Linked DNA regions of Danio rerio: region 1 is linked to region 2. Evidence: chromatin contacts called from public Micro-C data. All regions are on one chromosome and are shown on one strand. Each heading gives the region's core, a stretch centred on a gene start, on an enhancer-like site or on the middle of the called end of the contact. The rest is flanking DNA. Distances are from core to core; before and after follow the strand shown.

Region 1 (3,011 bases), core at 253-2,752, 69 kb before region 2:
CAGCCTTAATAAATATTTACATGTTTAATTTAAAATTATTTTAAAAAGTAGAAAGTAATTAGAACACCAGAGAAAAACAAACATACATTTGCTAATCAGGGGCAGATTTAATCAATATGCAAGGTAAGCGGCTGCTTGGGGCTCCAGGATATCAAGGGGCCCCCAATAAATATCTTGAAGTATAAATTATACCTATAAACTATATATAACATTGTTTTCTATCACATTTTGTATAACAGTTATGCAAATAAAATTATTAGGTAATTAAATGTTATTTTATATACAATAAAATATACTATTAATATTACTATGTTATGTAATAATAATACTACTAAAACATATCCACCACCATCAATCATGGAGCCATATATATATATATATATATATATATATATATATATATATATATATATATATATATATATATATATATATATATATATATATATATATTTATTTATTTATTATTTTTGTTAATAGTAAATTCATTTTAAGCAATCTAATTATTTAAAATGTAAAATTGTAAATGTATTAAAAAAGTTTTTTTTTTTTTTTTAAGTAAAACATGTAAATGTATTGAGATAAAACGTAGAAAAGAATATATAGTGATAGTGATATAGTGACAAAATAAATACAAATTAAATAAAAGTAGAAAGGATACATTTCAGAACTTGGGGCCCCCAAATCCCTAAATCCGCCACTGTTGCTAAAATCTGTAAGCTCTTCATTCACGGAGTTCCCTGTTGAACCGAGTGTTTGGGTCTGGTCAACGAGAGGACGCTTCGGCTGTTTTCAGTGCATATGAGCTCCTGATGAGGTCAGTGCTCGCCGCCTCCCGGTGTCAATCAAACCATGGCGTCACACACATATCCCCAGCGTTTCCGGTGCGGGTGGGCGGGGCTCCGCTATCCCGGGTCTGGATTCTTCATTCGGGAACGCTAGACAAGGCTGAACACGAATGCAGCCATATTCGGCTTCGCGGAGCAGCACACCGGCTAGTCCCGCTCACACTCGAGGATTCGCCTACCTCGAGAAATCACCCAGTTTTGTGGGGGGCGTGTTTATGTAGGTCCAAGGTGTGTGTAGTTCTTCGTTTATTCCTGAAGAATTCCAGCTGAGCGGAATGAGCGTCCAGTCATCCTGAGATTCGACGGGAGAAAAAGCCCCGACACATCCCGCAAAGTGGAAAGTACAGATTTGTCCGGATTAAGGCGAATGGAGCCGACGGGGCCTCAGGAGTGAGGAGGGGGGAGGAAAGGCTGGAAACCGGCGGACAACAGCGGGGTTAGGCGCATTAGGGCTTCGTTTATCTCAGCACAATGTTGGGCACATTTTGCTAGCTGGCTAGCTGGATGGCTGGCTAGCAGTTGGAGTCTGGGACTTCAGAGCTCCACACGTTTTGGCCAGATAAACACCAACTGTGTGTATTTATAACGCGAATACCGGTTATATTAAATCCGACAAGTGTTATTTCACATCTTCTGGCTCTGGGAGTGGTAGCCAGGCCGCTAAATTGGTAGAAAATGTCTGCGAAGGTGCGCCTGAAGAAGTTGGAGCAGTTGCTGCTGGATGGCCATCAGAAAAACGACAAGTCACTGAGTGTGGAGACACTGCTGGATATTCTCATATGTTTATACAACGAGTGCAGCAACTCGCCCTTAAAACGGGAAAAACATGTGACGGACTTTTTGGAATGGGGTAAGTTGATGGATTTGAGTGCATTAGTGACCGCGTTCGGGGATGAAAATCTGTGCGTGTGCCTTTAAGACCTGTTTATCTGTTATTACATTTGCCTTAATCACCCAGCTGACTTCAGGCTATTGTCAAAATTGCTGCCGTGACATTTGCTCTTGGGATTCCTGGCCTCGTTGTTTGGACGATACTGCTTGACGTGTTGTTGTTCCAGTTGAAGTACTCAAAAACAAGGATTTATATGAGCTTATGGTGGATAGTATAGGGTTGGGCAGCTGATGCAAAGTAGATGCTGCTGAAGTTGCATCTGCTTATAATAATTTATATATATATATATATATATATATATATATATATATATATATATATATATATATATATATGTGTGTGTGTGTGTGTGTGTGTGTGTGTGTGTGTGTTGATATTATATATTAAGATAGGAAGAGTTCAGATGCAAAAACCTTTAAATATCATCTGAAATTCTCTCCTAACATGAGCATTTTTCGCAACCTCCTATGTTTATGTTCTAGTATTTCACTGAAGGCAATGAAAAGAACGTATTTCTCACTTTAAGAGCAAAATTTCTACACGCAAGAGTCTTAGAAGGATTTAAAGTTTTTTGCATCTAAACCGTTTGTGTGTGTGTGTGTGTTTATATATATATATATATATATATATATATATATATATATATATATATAATAGGTATGATAACCTAATCATATATGGGTATGATAACCTTGGATAAAAATATCACGGTTTCACGGTATTGTGCTCACTGCTCTAAAAGATATTCTTTTTCAATGTCTGAGTAAAAAAACAACCAATTTTTCCCCTTTGAAAACAATATATTTTATTTTTTGAAAGTTTATAATATTTTGGAGCAGTAAACATGGCAGGCTAAATAATCAAAATGAATCATAGACTTCTGCTGTCTTCATTTGTTTCAAAAACACAGATTTCTTTACATTTTAAAATGGCATCTTTGGATATTTTTTCTGCTGGAAATAATGTTGTTGTAAAAAAAATGTAAATAAAAATCTTACTTATACCTTAGGAACTGTATTACAGAAAACTTTGTCGGTTTTAAAACCTTGACTTTTAAACCGCAGTATTCCTTGAAAACGGTTCTCGTCCGATGCCTAATATATAGTATATATTGTCATATATTGTTTACGAAGATGTAAAAAGAAATCTCAGTAGTGTGGGCAAAATGTAATGTTTAAAAAGTAAAGATTTGTAGTGAGTCTAAATTAATAGTTAGAAAAAACTGTATACTGTATATTAGGGTCCTTCTATGAAGAGAAAATCATCTATTT
Region 2 (3,108 bases), core at 52-2,551:
TGCCAGTGCTGCGAATCAGAGGGCACTGTGTGTGTGGCCTAGTGGTGGAGAGAGTGTGTGAGTGTGTGTGAGAGTGTGTGTGTGTGTGTGTGTGAACAAAGGCAGCCTGTTTACATGGAGAGCAGGGCATGGCTGAGCATGGCAAAACTGTTGCCCACTGGAGTAATAACATCTCCCAGTCAGCTGCGGGATGAATGGTGTGTAGGTCTACTGGAGTGTTGGTTTTTCCTTTTTTTTTTTTTTTTTTCAGAGCCGTCTTTATAGCGCGGGTACTCAACTGGTGGCTTGTGACCCAAAAAATGTAACGTTATGTTGATAAACGTTTGCGCTGACCCATTGTGTTTGTGTAACTACCGGGAGCATGAAACCACTGAAATCCAAGAGACATTTACAAACCCAAATTGTCGATTTTCTCATCAGCTCATCATGTTAGTACTTTTTGCATCATTTAGGCCAATGCTTTTCTTTTTATTTCAATAATTTGATTATTATTTATTAGAATTAAAAAATTTTTTACCAGATTTTATCGTGTGAATTTTCTATGCTGGCAACCAATTTTTGTTCATGATTGGTTCATTTCTAATGTAAAAAGCTCTTAAAGGGATAGTTCAGCTTAGCAAAATAAACATCCTGTCATCATTTATACATTCACTGGTTGTTTCAAACATTTATTGGTTTTTTATGTTGGACAAAAAGAAGATATTTTGAAAAATGTTGGATTCGATAGCCACTGGCATCATTATTAGGAAAAAAATTCAATGGCTGTCGGTTTTTATCATGCTGTTTCTTCTGTTGAACTCGAAAGAAGGTAACTCATACTAGTTTGAAATGATTGCAGCGAAAATAAATTAATGTGAATTTTAGGTGTTTAAAGTTAATGTTTTTAAGAAACCTTTTTTATAATTGTTTTATTTTTAAAGGCTACTTAAATTACTTTATGCTTAAAGTTGTTTCTTGCTCCCACAGGGATATAAAACCAGACAACGTGCTGCTGGACATGAACGGCCACATCCGACTCGCTGACTTCGGCTCCTGTCTGAAGATGATGCAAGACGGCACGGTGAGTGTGGCTCAACTTAAAAAAATAAAAACTAGGGTGTGAGTCCAAAACCAGAGCCTGTTTGTCATCCTCTCAGGGTGGTCTCCATCTGTTGGATAAAATCACTGCCCCTGCCCTTTTTTTCTCTCTTCCTCTCTCTGTTTCTCTCTTTCTCTTTGCTTCTGACATTAATGGAGCCACTGCTGCCCTAGAAAGAGAGGCTAATTAGAAAGGGCCGTTGCTGCCACTCCTGTACTCACAATCTGATGAGTCACCATAGAGCGCTGATACCAAGGCCAAAACAGCTTTTATCTAATGTTGTGTGTGTGTTGGTGTGTGCCAGCAGCATGCAGATGAGGCGTTATTTATCTATTAATTTTTTTTGTTTTACCGGCTTGTTTTACATGTGAGGAGATCCCTTATTGTTTGGGGATGTTACTCTTTTAATTGGATGAAGATGAGTAGAGGTTGTAATGATGCACAATTGACTGAGATTTAAAAGGGCTAGTTCACCCAAAAGTGAAAATGTACTCACCATTTACTCTCCCTTAAATGATTCCAAACCTTTATGAGTTTATTTCTTCTGTTGAACACAAAAGTTGATATTTTGAAGAATGCTGTAAGCATTGAATATCATAGTAGGAAAAACAAATCATATGGAAGTCATTAGCTATGTTTCCATCCAAAAATGTGTGAGTAAAGCAGCATTTCTATCCGAGTCAAATCGAACAAAAGCGTCACTTCCAGATTAACTGGCTCCAAATATCAACAGTAAAAATGTAATTTGCTGTGCTAGGACAAGCAGCATGAATCATTTCCTCATCTAATAAATGAATTGCACCTCAGAAGGCAATCCTGACACGCGTGGTTGCGTTTGAAGGCGTGAGACGCGGAGCACAGACACTCTTGATTCTGAAGGTAAATAATAATATAATAACTCTAATACTGATATGGTTAAAGTATTTTAGAATGACCTAAACAACATTTCAGTCATTTTACAGGGTGCTCAGTCTGCTAATTTATCCATTTGCACACATTTTTTTCATCACATGATCTCTTATAACAAAATCACATGAGCTTTTTTAATGCACATACTGGAATTTGTTTGATAAAAGTTTTTCCATCGTAGTTTATGCACATCTTTTCTTATCGAAGTTTATCTTACTCAGTAATGAGTAGGGGTGTAACGATTTATCGTTGTACGATTTATTGCGATGCAAAAATGTCTCAATATGCATCGTGGCGTTTTGACGATTTAATTACGATATGACGTCCGTTTTCTCTTATTAGTTTCTCTTATTAGTCACTGTTTGCACGTGAGCTACGTTCCACCTGCTGTCGCATGTGAGTTCAGATTGCAGCAGCAGTAATGTTAGCAGACCAAGATGAGTGGAGCTGAAATAAAGGATGGCCCATCCTTCAAAATCAGACGTCTGGCAACATTTCGGTTGTACAGTCATTGCTTTAGACTCGTCCGCTTTTTGACACGCATACTGGGTCAAACATCCTAAGTTTTAAAGTCTTCACAGTGATTTACATACTTTGCACAGCGACATGGATACCTCCTAATGGTGTTGAAAGAGTCACACACTGTATTTATAAGGTACAATTCACCCTAAAATATCATTCTGTCTTCAAATAATGTTCCCGCCGCAAAATCACACATGACGTGAGCTGACCGTGAGCTGTTACTACAGAGGGCGGACTTTGATAGACGCGCGCATGGCAAGCCGTTTTAGCATTTAAACCTTTGTTGTGACTATCCATAAACATATTTTGAGATATCTCTAATTATATTTTGACTAGTCATAATTATAATTCGACTAGTCAGAATGACAATTACAGATATCTGCATTTACAATTGTACTAGTACGAAATCAGATTGGAGATATCTGCAAAAATATTATGACTAGTCATATTCCTCCATTGACTTCCATTGAAAAATATTTGCAGATATCTCTAAATGAGTTTTGACTAGTCACAATTGTAATTAGAGATATTTCTAAATGAATTTAATTAAATATGAATTAAATACCTGGAAATGTGGCTAATAAGTTCAATAATGGCTA

Evidence for each region. A called contact is a pair of places that touch in the nucleus more often than the background predicts.
Region 1: a contact with region 2 is called in a Micro-C map of caudal fin, with 7 times the contacts expected there. The contact joins the promoter of cdc42bpb here to the enhancer-like site in region 2. A contact is called at or near these places in 2 of 18 Hi-C or Micro-C datasets (caudal fin and an unstated tissue).

Annotation. Positions count from the first base shown.
Region 1 is chr20:20,984,010-20,987,020 of GRCz12tu, reverse strand. It overlaps cdc42bpb (CDC42 binding protein kinase beta (DMPK-like)), which reads left to right and starts at 1,502. Exons shown (of 36, transcript NM_001045125.2): 1 at 1,502-1,698. The coding sequence starts at 1,524.
Region 2 is chr20:20,914,389-20,917,496 of GRCz12tu, reverse strand. cdc42bpb (CDC42 binding protein kinase beta (DMPK-like)) reads left to right here. Exons shown (of 36, transcript NM_001045125.2): 6 at 967-1,060. Among named protein-coding and RNA genes, the nearest start is that of cdc42bpb, 70 kb to the left of the region's middle. Within about 2 kb of position 1,301, at least 8 of the 62 cell types and tissues checked have an H3K27ac peak or open chromatin away from gene starts, as enhancers often do. A contact at or near this core is called in caudal fin, where this site is marked.